Linked DNA regions of Mus musculus: region 2 is linked to region 1. The links are chromatin contacts, called in public promoter capture Hi-C maps. All regions are on one chromosome and are shown on one strand. Each heading gives the region's core, a stretch centred on a gene start, on an enhancer-like site or on the middle of the called end of the contact. The rest is flanking DNA. Distances are from core to core; before and after follow the strand shown. Region 1 holds the start of Nynrin (NYN domain and retroviral integrase containing). Region 2 holds the start of Rec8 (REC8 meiotic recombination protein).

What was found. Promoter capture Hi-C pulls out the DNA fragments that hold promoters and counts their contacts.
Region 2: a promoter capture Hi-C map of second pharyngeal arch cranial neural crest shows a contact between it and region 1. The contact joins the promoter of Rec8 here to the promoter of Nynrin in region 1. A contact is called at or near these places in 13 of 39 promoter capture datasets (the 3T3-L1 cell line, the C10 cell line, the HPC-7 cell line and 8 more), 3 of 484 Hi-C or Micro-C datasets (embryonic stem cells and palatal mesenchyme), 1 of 115 datasets of contacts at active chromatin or transcription factors (embryonic stem cells) and 2 of 9 other capture datasets (adipose tissue and liver).

The regions. Positions count from the first base shown.
Region 1 is chr14:55,849,590-55,856,478 of GRCm38.p6, forward strand. Nynrin (NYN domain and retroviral integrase containing) reads left to right here and starts at 4,526. Exons shown (of 8, transcript NM_001040072.1): 1 at 4,526-4,837. The coding sequence starts at 4,640.
Region 2 is chr14:55,616,565-55,622,842 of GRCm38.p6, forward strand. It overlaps Rec8 (REC8 meiotic recombination protein), which reads left to right and starts at 1,602. Exons shown (of 20, transcript NM_020002.3): 1 at 1,602-1,789; 2 at 1,982-2,094; 3 at 2,178-2,246; 4 at 2,334-2,476; 5 at 2,557-2,632; 6 at 3,016-3,136; 7 at 4,671-4,755; 8 at 5,651-5,730; 9 at 5,863-5,998; 10 at 6,081-6,153; 11 at 6,230-6,278. The coding sequence starts at 2,039.

The DNA of each region.
Region 1 (6,889 bases), core at 3,276-5,775:
ATGATTGCGTGTAGTGAGACTTTTGGTTTCTTTAAAAAACACAGACATGTTTGCCTTGTGCTGTAGCTGGGGCATGATTTTGCCAGATGCAGGTAGTTTCTAAAAAACTATCTGTGTGTGACATTTGAAATTCTGGGGACTCGAGAGGGTGCATAAATGCTGGAGTCCCAAGAGGGATGCACTGGTTGCTGCTGTGGGTTGCAGGTTGTGTTGTTGTGGTGTAAGACTCCGGGGAGACTTAGTTTACTAAGGACCCCCTGAGTGAACCACGTGGAGCTGGGATCGATGCAAAAAGCAAGAGGAATTTATTGTTCCAGTGCACTGGGGTTGTCCCAGACCGTGAACCCCAGCACCCATTTGGCGAGTTTTTATATGGTTTTCGGGGGCTGAATAGAGCATCAGCAACTAGGCACAATATGATTGGCAGAACAGTGCGCCCTTTAAACTGATTGGTCTTTAGGGAATGAGGTGACAAGGACTTCCCATGGCTGAAGGTGGGCAATGCTCTGTCCAGCTGAATGTGTCCCCACCCACACACAGGTCAGTTCCCACCCTGTGGCCTGGGGAATCTTAATTAGCCTCTCCCTTCCGGAGAGTTCCAAAGTTCCTGAGCTGATCTGATCTTTTCGCTGATTTGTCAAGTGGTCATGTGCAAAGTGATGAAGAGAAGTTTTGGATATTCTGACAGAAAAGATCAAAATTGCCCCGAGGAACTAGACACCCCTAATCAGCAGGAAGTAGTCTAAGGATATCAATGCCCACTCTCTCCTCTAACCTTCGTTCTCTCCTACCTAGTGTTGGGGAGTTGGAAGGCTGGAATGGGGTGGAGAAGGGTGGTTAAAAAAGAATCTACAAAGTAGTAAAAGTCTGGTTACAGTTGTAAGCCACCATGTGGGTGCTAGGTAGGAACTGAACTGGGTCCTCTGCCAAGAACAACATGTGTTCTTAACCACTGAGCCATCTCTCCAGCTGTTTGTCTTTAATTTAGCATAAAATAGTTGAACACACACACAAACACACACACACATTAGCTTAAAAAGTACCACCAACACCTTAGAACCCAGAAAAACTTGTACCTTGAACTCCTGGTTTTCCTGCCTCTACCTCCCAAGTGGTGGGTTACCGACTGACAGGAGTCACTGCCTGGCAAGACCCCTCTGTAAACCATCTTCAGCCACCTCTTCTGAGAACACCATGTTTCCCACCTACGTACTGAGCACTGTGGGAAACCACCCTATGTAGTGATCTAGAAGCTGGTCCCTTGACTCTTGCCTCCTTCGGTCTGTTTAGACTCTGACATCTCTGTACATCTCCAGAAAGCCACTTCTACTCTAATGTGAGCCACCCGTAAATGAAAGCTGCTTAGAGAATACAGTGAAGTCCAGGAGATGCTGGCCTCTTAGACATTGTCACAGAAAGGTCCCAGGCAGGGCTATCTGGTTCACAAAGCTCCCCACCCCATCCCCGGGGACTCAGATGGGTGTGGACCTGGGATAGGTATTTGAATGACAGAACTGCCTCTCCCTCCGAAGCGTTGGAATGATAAGAACCTATCATCCATCAAGCTCCCTGGGCAGGGCCCTTAATCCGCATGATCTTTTGACTTGGAGGCCTCTCATTCCTCCTGCAAGTGACTCCTGGTGGGGCTTCTGCTTAGACACTTATCCGATGTTTACTTCTTCTGTAGCCAGGACCCTTCTACTCAAGGTAGATTTGTGCCAGATTAAAAAAGAACCTACAAAGTAGTAAAAGTCTGGTTACAGTTGTAAGCCACCATGTGGGTGCTAGGAACTGAACCTGGATCCTCTGCCAAGAGCCTGTGCCAGGTTTAAAGCAAGCACCTTTCAACCTAATGTTGTAAGTAAAGAACTAATGAATGTAGGCCAGGCAAGGTGGCAGATACCTTTAATCCCAGTATTCACTTGAGAGACAGAGGCAGAGAATCTCTGAATTTGAGGTCAGCCTAGTTTACAGAGCGAGTTCCAGGACAGCCAGGGTTACACAGAGAAACCCTGTCTCAAAACCTCCACTCCCGTTCTCCCCCTCAAAGTCGACGAATGTAGTTGAGCTGGAACTGGGAGGATACACGGATCAAAGTTTGTTAAGAGAAGATGGGTATGTTGGTGCATGCAAGTAATCACAGTCTCCGGGAGACAGAGACAAGAGGATTGCTTCTACTTCAAGGCCAGTTCGAATGATGTAGTGAATTCTAGGGCAGTCTGAGTCATATAGGACCCATTCCAACAAGCAAATAGATACCCAAGTCAAAGCTGTACCCAAGAGCCTGGCTTCTAGCAGATAAATACCTGTTGAAATTGTTGAATAAACTTGACTCAGTGAATACATTAGCAGAGGGGACACCTGAGCTCTGACCAAGGGATTTACTGACTTGTTTGAGGGTTCGTAGGCTCATTCCTGACAAAGGGTGATAGCCAGCTTTTTGGCCAAATCCACTTTCTCCACGTGGTTGGGTTAGCAGGTGGTAAGGGCTGAGTCCAGGAGGAGAGAATTTCTAGGGTAGAGAATCTCTAGGACACATTGGCTTGAGCTGAGATGGGGAGGAAGACAAGATCTGGGAAAGGAGACTGACTACCAGTTAGCAAGTGTCGCAGTACACTGTACACAGCTACGCTGGTATGTAATTCATTGCCTGAATTATGTAAGTTTACCTGTGAGAGCTGATGTCCATCCTGGGCCTTGGACTATTACCCCCATGTCTGTGAGCTAAAGCAACCAAGCACAAAAGTTTAAATAAGTTGCTTTAAAAGGATCTGTTTATGAAGTGTCTTATGCATGGCTTCTTTCTGCCCTCTGCATGGCCTCTTTGAACATAGGATTAAACCTGGGGCTTCTCCCTGACATCTTTAGCCCTGGCAGAAAGAATTTAGCATCACTAACAGAAGGGGTGGGGAGAGGCTGTGTGGCTCCCTTGCTCCTGGAAGGGAAACTGAGGCACACCCTTCCATCCTCTTCTGAGTCAGGGCCTCTGGGCTCAGCCTTCTGCAAACCCGGAGTTTCTGATGTGCCCTGCCAAGCCTGCCTTTTGATAGTACAATTAAAGGCAGGGAAAGTGGAGAGAAGTGGGGTCACTCAGACAGCCTCTGACTTCAAAGCCTTCTGGAGGGGCAGGGTTGAAGAACTCGTTACCCAGAACCCCACAGACCCACCTTTTATTTCTCTGAATTCCATTCCAGGGATGAGACCTTGTAAAGGTGGGGCTTGACCATCCAGTCTAGTCTGGCAGTAACCTGAATCTTTTCCCCCTGGGCCCCTTCTGCACAGCGTGCACCTCCCCACTGGCCTGCATACATACACACATCGGTGGCTCTGTAACACCGATGTCCTAGGAAAGGACTCAGTTTAAAAAAAAAAATAGCTGTCCTTTGTTCCCGTGGGTCAGGTCATACTTGTGTCTGTCAGACTGTGACTCTTGGTTTGTTTGGAAAGTAAGGTTCTCTCGAGGCCCCAGCTGCAGACTGTGCCTTCCCAGTGCCAGGCTACTTCAGGCTACAAGACCACATAAAGTGTTCTTTGTACTGAGCATGTCTCCAAGGCAGCTCGGGTTTTGAGAGTGTCCCCAGCCCAGGGCTAGTCTTGGACCACTGATGCCAACCATATGGCTGTGGATAAGGATGATTGGAGACCCTACCTCCCACTGGCTCCTCACACTCTAACTCACACTTGCTAAAAAAAGGGGTTCTCCTAAACAACCCGAGCCTGAAAACTCTGGCAGCTAACCCCCTGCCCCTCCAGCCCTGGGGGGCTTCCGCAGGGCCTGGGCCTAGAGCCAGTTCCAGGCGGTCCCCAGACTAGAGTGGGGGTGGGGGTCAGAGCTGTAACCCTTTACGTCCTGCTTGGTCTCCAGCCCATAGTTTCTACAGGCCCTAGCCTCTGTGGTCTCTCCACCCCATTTTCCCTTAACCCTTTCCTGCCACAAAGAGATGGGTGTAGTAAAGGGTTTTCAAGGGAAGTCCAGACGACCAAGGATCATGTGTGTGTGTGTGTGTGATGTGTTTGTGTGTGTGCGTGTGGTGTGTATGTGGTGTGTGTGCGCGTGTGGTGTGTATGTGGTGTGTGTGTGTGTAGAACACTGCTTGGAATCTAAAACCAGGGTCTCAGAGATCAACTCTTCAATCCTTCCTTTTCCTTCCTTCGAGGAAGGAACTTTGACCCCTGAACACAAAACTTGGGTGGAAGGCAGTTGCTTCCAAGACCCTGTTTGGCCCTCTCCCTCCCGCCCAGCCTCCTCTCCTTCCCTCCCTCAGTCTCCAGCGCCCCTTTAAGCCATCCAGCAGCTCAGGCGAGTTTATCCAGGGGGCCTGGCTTCGAGGTCGAAGGGGAGGAGGGGGTGGTGGTTGAGGGGGAGGAAGGGCGGCGGGAATCCGCTCGGTCCCACCCCTAGCTACAACCCTTAGCAGGAAGGGTTTGTCTCCCGTGCTGCGGCGGAAAGGGACGGAGCTGGGAGGGCGGGCGCGGAGCGCTGGCGGGTGGGTCGCAGAACCCACAGCAGGGAGGCGGTGGCGGGGGGCGCGCCTCAAGGAGGGGAGGCGTGGCTTAGGCTGCAGGGCTAGGTGGCTGGGGGCCTCGGTGCTGGGACCCGTGACACTTCTCACGCTTTCCAGGGGCCGGAGGGACAGCCATGCTTTTGTCGGGGGGTAAACCCCCAGCGCAGGAATGGTTCATGGTGCAGACAAAATCGAAGCCCCGGGTACACCGGCAGCGGCTGCAAGTCCAGCGCATCTTCAGGGTCAAGGTGACCGCTTTCCAGAGCCGTCCTGACACCCCTTACTTTTGGCTGCAGCTGGAGGGGCCCCGGGAAAATACGGGCAAAGCCAAGGTAAACAGCTTCGTTTTGTTCTTTCCTTTCCCTCCTAGTCAGATCCTCTCCCTCTCTCCTGAACAGTCAAGAGTCCCCAGAGGTGTTGAGCTTGTCCTGCTGTTTGGCTTGCAGGGTCTGGGCCTCCCTCCCTCCAGATCTGCGGGGCCCCTGCTCTGTCCCTCTGCTTCCTTCTTTCCCTTCTGCCCCACCCCTCTCTTACATGTCACTTCTGTCCTTTAAGTGTGCTGAGAGAACCTCTGCTGAGAGTCTCTTTCTACCAGCCTTCTCTGGTCAGAAACAGGCCCAGATTTTCCATCTTGGGATCAGTTTAAGGGCCTGCATTTTTGTGGCCTCTGCAACATATGTCTTTGTTCTCACCAAGACACTGGAAGGCCTCCGTTCTTTCTGTCTGCTTAAATCCTGGGCGGTTTCTCTGAGTACTGGGACCAGAGGAGGGCCCTAGAGACACTTGTAGAGTGGCGTTGGCAGTTTATAGACGAAGCAGTAGGACTCAGAGAGAGAGAGAGAGAGAGAGAGAGAGAGAGAGGGTGAGGGTCTGCCTCAGTCATCAGAGTCAGGAAGGAGTAGGTTGGTGGAGGTTGTAGAACCTAGGACCCTGCCGGCAGAGTAGGATGCATCTGTTCTGGAAGGCAGTGCCTTGGGATGCCAGGGAATCATGGACGTTGAGATGAAAGGGCCTGCTGTATGGAGCTGGATATTGGAGAGGCCAGGTTGCAGCTTGTCCCTTTTACGCTCATCTTGGCTTCTCTGCCTGGGCTCCTCCCTCTGGTTCAGTCACACCCAAGGGCCCCCTACTCCCTCAGATTCCCTTATCTTCTCCAGTAGGAATGCTCTGGACTCCCTTCTCTCGGATACAAGCTAGTCTTTAACCCTTTGGCTGAAGCTCTACCCACATCTCAGTTGGTCAGGGCCTAGGTAGGGGAGGCCCGGAACACAGCCAGCAGAAGGAAGGGGAGGCTGGGAAATTTCTCCCTAAACACGCCCATTAAGCTGCTGCATCAGCACTTTTCCAGTTCTGACAGAGGTGCTGGGGGAGGGGAGAGGTGTCTGCCCAGAGAACAGATGTGCAGGGCCCCTTAGTTTCAGAGGCTGGTGTAGGATAAGCTAAGAAGAGGCTTTTGGGTTCTTTATGTTCTTAATTTTTTTCCGTTACTGTTAAAGTACCACAGCTCAGCCTTCATGGAGAACTAATCAGCTGACCAGGGCCTCCCTAAAGATGGAGACTGAACCCAGGGCCTGTGCATACCACAGAGGCCCTCTGCCACTGAGCCACTTACTCCCCCTGGGCCCCTGAAGAGCACTGCTTGAGATGCTCCACTTTGTGTTTCTTGTTTAAACTTCAAGTCAGCTTCAAGCTTGTCAGCATCACAGCCTCTTTGGGCTATAGTTTTTTACCCCTGAGTTTCTCACTCCAAGCCCTGCTAAGTGGATCCAGGGGCTCTGTCAGTTTCCTCTTGTGTCCCTCTTTGCCCCAGAGAGAGGCATTGTTGAAGGTGGGAACAGCTTGCAGGGATTCTGGGTAACTTCCTTTCTTGGTGGGGACAGAAGGAAGAAAAGGAGGGGGAGGGGGTGAGGGCAAGGGACAGTGGAATGTGGGGAGGATAAGGTCTGGATTTGACACGTTTCCATATCATAGCCCAAATAGAGAAGCATAGTTTGAAGAGGCCCTGGTCTAATAATTCAGCCATCTTGAAACTTTTTTTCCTCATTTGTGAAACAATGTAATAACACTCTTCTCATGTAAGAATTGTGAGGGCCAACTGAAAGAATGCCTGCTCAAATACTTTGGCAAAACATAAAGAACAACACGGGGCAGAAGTTAGGTGCTGCTGTTAGTAACTAGCTTTATAAGGGACCAAGTCTTTCTCCCTAGCTTGATGTCTTGTAAGCTGAAGGGCTTTGATGACCTGCTATGTGAGCCTTTCCTATTATGAGGATGCCTTGTCAGGAGGATGCAGTGTGGCCGACTCCAATCGTAGCTCTAGGGACCTGGAGTTTTGCCTTCTGGTTGTTGCCTTCCATACATCTCTTGGGAGAGATGGAGGAAGA
Region 2 (6,278 bases), core at 352-2,851, 240 kb before region 1:
GGTTTTTGAGCTAGTCCTCAGGATAGCCCAGGCTGCTGTGCAACTCTGAAGAGAAGAAGGCTGTCCTTCAACTCCTGTCCTTCCTCCCAAGTACTGAGGTTACAGGGCTGCACACACCTTTATTTTTTTGTTTTGTTCTTGGCTTTGTTTGCTTGGTTTTGAAACAGGGTCTCACTATACAGTTCTGGCTAGCCTGAAACTCACTGTGTAGACCATCATGGCCTCAGACTCACAGGATTCGTGGGACTCTGGCTTCAGAGTGCTTGGATCAAAGGCTGGTTTTTGTTGTTGTCGTTTCCCTTTCTTGCAGTACTGAGCTGAGCTCAGGGCCTTGTGTGTGTATGTGTGTACATATGTATATATGTGAATATGCATATGTGTATATATGTATATACACATATATGCCAGTCAGGCTTTCTACGACTGAGCTACATTTCCACATCTCCAGCCCAGTTTTTACTTTTTACTTTTTACTTTTTTTTTTTTTTTTTTTTTGAGACAGGATTTCATTATCTCTCCCTAACTGGTCTGTAGACCAGGCCAGTCTCAAACTCTTAAGAGATCCTCCTGTTGCTGAGATAAAAGTATTATGCCCAGCTCATGAGACCCCTGCTTCCCCAAGAGACCACCAGGGCCCCCAATTCTGATGCAAATACTTGTGAGAGTCTTTATTCAAGCTCGAGCTTGGGCTACAAACCTTCCTGATGGAACAGGAAGGAGAGTGACCCCAGCTCTAGGTGAAGGGGTTTATAAAGGAAAAAAACCTGCAAGCAGGGGTTTCTTAGCCCTGGCATTACATGAAAGGGTAAAGGAATGTTGGCCTCTCAATGCTGGGGGGCATATCGCTTCAAGGACAGCAGGCAGTAGCTTTTTCCAAGTACAGCAGCTTATAGTAGAGTTTATTCTGCTACCTCAGTCCCTTCAAGAGGTGTGCACACCACTCTTGGCCTGTTTTGTTTTTTGCTTAGAGCTAGTGTTCAAATTGTCTAGGCTGGCTTTGAACCTGCCTCCCTTCCAAGTAGCAGCTGAGATTATAGGAGTTTGTAGTTACAGCTCCCTTGGCTGTTTTCTTTCTTGTTGAATAAAAGGCCACCTCACACAGTTTCTTGCACTTAGCACAGCACAGACCCTTACTGGGCACAAAATCGGGTTGGTGAAATTTAGGAGTAAGGACAGGTCCTATGCTCAGGCAAGGTACCTTCTCTTACATCTCTGTATCATAAACAGCACCAAGGCATCTGCCCTTCACATGACCCCGGCTCCTAAAAGATACTTTGTCAGCTGTCGCCAGGGAGAGAGACTGGATTTTCTCTCCGTTTATTGGTCAGCTTTGCACCTTGGCGAAGTCCTTGTTACTACCCGAGAACGAGAGGCCATTGGCCAGAACACCTCACAATGCCTTGGTAGCGCTCAGAATTCTCGTGATTGGCTGGCGACTATTCTCCAAGAGCCTATGGCCTGGAACTGAGTTCTGCTGCCTGGCTCCAGGAGTCTTTGAGTTTCTTCTGGCGCGGCTTCTCATTGGCTGTCGGTGGTACAAAGCCTTGGAGAGTGTGCACCTGATCCCGCTGGAGGGCGACAGGACCTAGAGCAAGGTCCAGAAGCTCAACGACGACGACTACGGCGGCGGCGGCGGTGGTGGTGGTGGTGGTGGTGGTGGTGGCGGGCAGCAGAGTCGAAGAAGGCCTCTTGACCAGAAGAGGACTCAGTCTTCTTTGAAGATCTGTTCTGTGTCTCTGCCCGGGTTTTTCTTGGAGCTCCGCATCTCTGCCTGGACAGAATCCTGATGGTATGGTGCGCGTTGTGCAGACCTTTTTAGGAATGGCCAAAGGAGGGATGCTTAGCTCCTGTGTCTTTGGTTACCTCCTAATTCAGTTGTATAGTCAGTCGTTTTACTAATTGGGCTTTTTGCATCCATATCTACCACACCCCCGTCCAAATTCCTACTCTTCAATGGTGCTGGAAATCTCGTATTCTCAAGAATTCGGATTGAGATCCAAACGGGATTGGTGCAGGGAAGGTGAACCCAGGAGCAAAGATGTTCTACTATCCTAACGTGCTTCAGCGCCACACAGGCTGCTTCGCCACCATCTGGTGAGCACAGGGCTGATGGCTATGCCAGGAGCCAGGTAGTGGGATCTCCCCTTGACAAGCCGTTCCTGCCCCCACCCCTCCAGGCTGGCAGCAACCCGAGGCAGCCGTTTGGTGAAGCGTGAATACCTAAATGTGAATGTGGTAAAGACCTGGTAAGATCCAGAAAAGAGGGAGGAATCGCTGGTGTGGGGCTTCTGGTTTTTGGGTGTTGCATTGATCAGGGCTTCTTGTTCTCCCAGCGAGGAAATCCTCAATTATGTGCTGGTAAGAGTGCAACCTCCGGTGGCCGGGCTGCCCCGCCCCCGCTTCTCCCTCTATCTCTCCGCCCAGCTTCAGATTGGTGTGATAAGGGTCTACTTTCAACAGTGCCAGTACCTTGTGGGTAAGGCTAGAGACTCCAGAGGTGGGCTAGAGCTGAAGGAGCCATGACTAGGTTGTTTATTTTACCGTTTTCACCCACAGAAGACATCCAGCATATCCTGGAGCACCTACATCGTGCCCAGCTGCGGATTCGCATTGATATGGAGGAGGCTGACCTGTGAGGCCCTGGGACTGAAACCATCCATACCAAGCTGCTTGGCCTCGTGCATTGTGTGTGTGTGTGTGTGTGTGTGTGTGTGTGTGTGTGTGTGTGTGTGAGAGAGAGAGAGAGAGAGAGAGAGAGAGAGAGAGAGAGAGAGAGAGGAGAGAGAGAGAGAGAGAGAGAGAGTAGGGGTAGAGGATCGGGAAGGGGGTAGGGAGAGAGGGCACTGTATGCATGTGGAGGTCAGAGAACAGCCAATAAAGTGGGCTCTCTTCCTTATGCTAGTTCAAATTCAGGGATGAAATTAGGGACTGTGGGGTTTGGTGGCATCACCTTTACCAGCCGAGCCATCCCACTCACCCTCAGTCTCTCTCCTTTACATCCCTGTTCTCGCCCAGACCTAGCTTGCTTCTTCCCAACTGCCTGGCCATGATGGAGACGCTGGAAGATGCCCCAGAACCCTTTTTTGGGAAGATGTCTGTGGATCCTAGACTTCCCAGTCCTTTTGATATTCCTCAGGTAGGGTTCACTCCCTTAGGACCCCTCAGAAATCACGAGATAACAGCGTAGGAGGAGGAGTTAGTTGGTGTTCCTGTCACTCTGGAGCTGAGATTTAGGAATGGGACATTGCCATGGAACAAGGGGGTTGCTGGGTGCAAGCAAGCAGAGCCCCAGATCCTGCTTACGAAAGGGCCAACCTGATAGGATGGTGTCCTCGCCAGAGGTGTTCTCCCTGCCACCTCCCACCGTTCCCACCACCGAGACCCTACTCTCAGGCTTCACCTGGTTATGTTGGCTTTTCTTCCCTGTCTTCTTCCATCTCCCACAACTTAGATTACATTACTCCAGCCACCATTTCCCATCTAAGCAGCGGGTCCTGAATGCAGACAGTAACAGCATCCAGGGATCCCTCGGTACCTGGATTTAGGGGTTCTCATCCCTACTCTGTCCTCTTCTCTAGACACCTTAGTTCCCAAACCCCAGCCCATTGCACATGTCCCATAGGTGCCACAATTACTTGTGACAGTGAGCATCCCAACAGTGTAAGAGTGGCCAGTCATTCTCTGCTAGTCAGGTTCTACTTGTCCTTCCAGACTTAGCTCAGATGCCACCCTTTCCATGAAATCATCCCACTTGAAGCCAAAAGTAAATGATGCCTGGAATCTGAATGCTTTGCTAAGGCTGCTTTTTCATAGATCTATTAGAATTGTACACAAATTTGTCTCCACCACCAGCTACCCATGACAACACAAATTGACCAGGCTAATTTGGGGGGTGAGCTTAGGGCCGGGACAGGAGGGACACTAGGTGGTGGTGGCCTCTGACATACTGTTGTCAAATGGCACAAACATCTGTTAGGGCTGGAGGGGTAGTCTACTGGTAGAGTATTTGCTTACCATGTACAAGGCCCTAGATTTGATTCCCCAAACACACTCACACATACAGACATACTACACACATACACACTCACACTGGATGTGGTAATGTAAGCTAAAATAAGAATTCAAGAGTCTCAAGGAGGGCTGGAGAGATGGCTCAGTGGTTAAGAATACTGGTGGCTCTTCCAGAGGTCCTGAGTTCAATTCCCAGCAATCACATGGTGACTTACATGCAGATAGAACACTCGTGTATATATAAAATCAATAGATAAATCTTTTTTAAAAAGTCTCAGGGAGGAGAGCTGTCAAGCAGGAAAGGACTGGAACTATGGCTCAGTGGTTGTGTGTCCTGCTCTTGCATAGGACAGGACTTCACCACCAGCCTTCAGCCACCTATAACTCCAGCTCTGGGGATCCAACATCTATTGCCCTCTTCTGACCTCCAAGGGTGCATACAAACATACATAAAGTATTTTAAAACAATTTTTAGGCCAACCTGGGCTACACAATAAGACCTGTCTCAAAAACAAATAAATAGAAGAAGAAAGCTAAAATTCCAAGATAAAAAATAGAGATACTGCCAGATAGGTGTCCAGTGTGCACCTAGTGTGTGAAGAGAGGATACAGAGGACTAAAGATGAGACCTATCTTTTCTTCCCAATTTCTTCCCAAAGATTCGACACCTTTTAGAGGCTGCAACCCCGGAAAAAACTCGTAAGGAGACCCTTCCTGAAGCCACTCCAGACCCCAGGAAGCCTGGTTAGCAGAGAGAATCTTGCTGTAAAAGGGTGCAGAATCCCCAAGGGCTGAAAAATACCACTTTAAAAAAAAAAAAAAAAAGCCAGGCCCAGTTGGCCCCAGTGATCCACACCTGTAACCCCATCTCCTAGAGGAGCTGAGATGGGAAAACTCCAAGTACAACACATGCCTGGCTTAAGTACTGAGTTCAAAGCCAGCTAAGACCGGTTAAGGAGATCATTTAAACATTTACTTTAAAAAGGGGGAGGGGGGGCGCTGGAGAGATGGCTCAGTGGTTAAGAGCACTGACTGCTCTTCCAAAGGTCCTGAGTTCAAATCCCAGCAACTACATGGTGGCTCACAACCACCCATAATGAGATCTAATGCCCCCTTCTGGTGCCTCTGAAGTCAGTTACAATGTACTTAAGATATAATAATAAATAAATCTTAGCTGGGCAGTGATGGTGTACACCTTTCATCCCAGCACTTGGGAGGCAGAGGCAGGTGGATCTCTGAGTTCAAAGTCAGCCTGGTCTACAGAGTGATTTCCAAGACAGCCAGAGCTACACAGAGAAACCCTGTCTCGAAAAACAAAACAAAACAAAGTCTCAAGTGGACATCAGTAATCCCAGGACTCAGAAAGTGGAGGCAGAGCCAGGCGTGGTGATGGTATATTTAGTCCCAGCACTGGGGAGTCAGAGGCAGGCTTATCTGAGTTTGAGGCCAGCCTGGTCTACAGAATGAGTTCCAAGATAGCCAGGGTTATATAGCAAGACCCTGTCTCAAAAACAAACAAAAAAGAAAAGCATTTGGGATATTTGCTAGTAACTTGCCTGGCTCTTAGGCTCCAAAGTCCATGTTTTTGCCCCAACAACTTAGAAGCAGTAGACCCGGTATGACTTTCCTACCCTTCCAGACAGGACCTTGGCCACCGTGCAGTCCCCTGAGGTCATCACCTTACAGGAGGCAGAGCCCATCCGCATGCTGCAGATTGAAGTGAGTTCCCCCATCCAGTCTCACTGCATCCCTGTGCTTCTGCCACCTTCCCATGTCCCCATTCTGTCCCCATAGACCCAGGGGCCTTCCTTAGGCTCAGACTCCAAAAATCTACTCTCCCCCTCTCCGTAGGGAGAGCAGGATCTCCCAGAGATCAGTCGAGGAGACTTAGAACTGCTGATCGCAGAGAAAGATGACGCCATCTTGCTAGAGGAACGTCAGAGAGGCAGGCTTCTCCGACAGCGGAGAGCTTCACTACCACTGGATGGTCAGATCCCTGTACAGCCAACCTGGGAATGGACAGTGTCCTGTCCTCCTCTCTCCTAACCGTTCTGATCTTCTTTCTGCAGAATCCAGGGAAGAACCCCGGGCCCTAGAAGGTGCTGGTTTGGTCTCGGCACTCTCACCTCCAGCTCCTGCGCAGTAAGAGCAGGAATCCCTGAACCAGGCAAGGGGTCACTGCTGGGAAGGGTTTCCTTATCTGCCTATTTCCCCTCAGGGTGGAAGGGATACAAGAAGCACTACCAGGCCAGGTCTTCCCTCCTGAG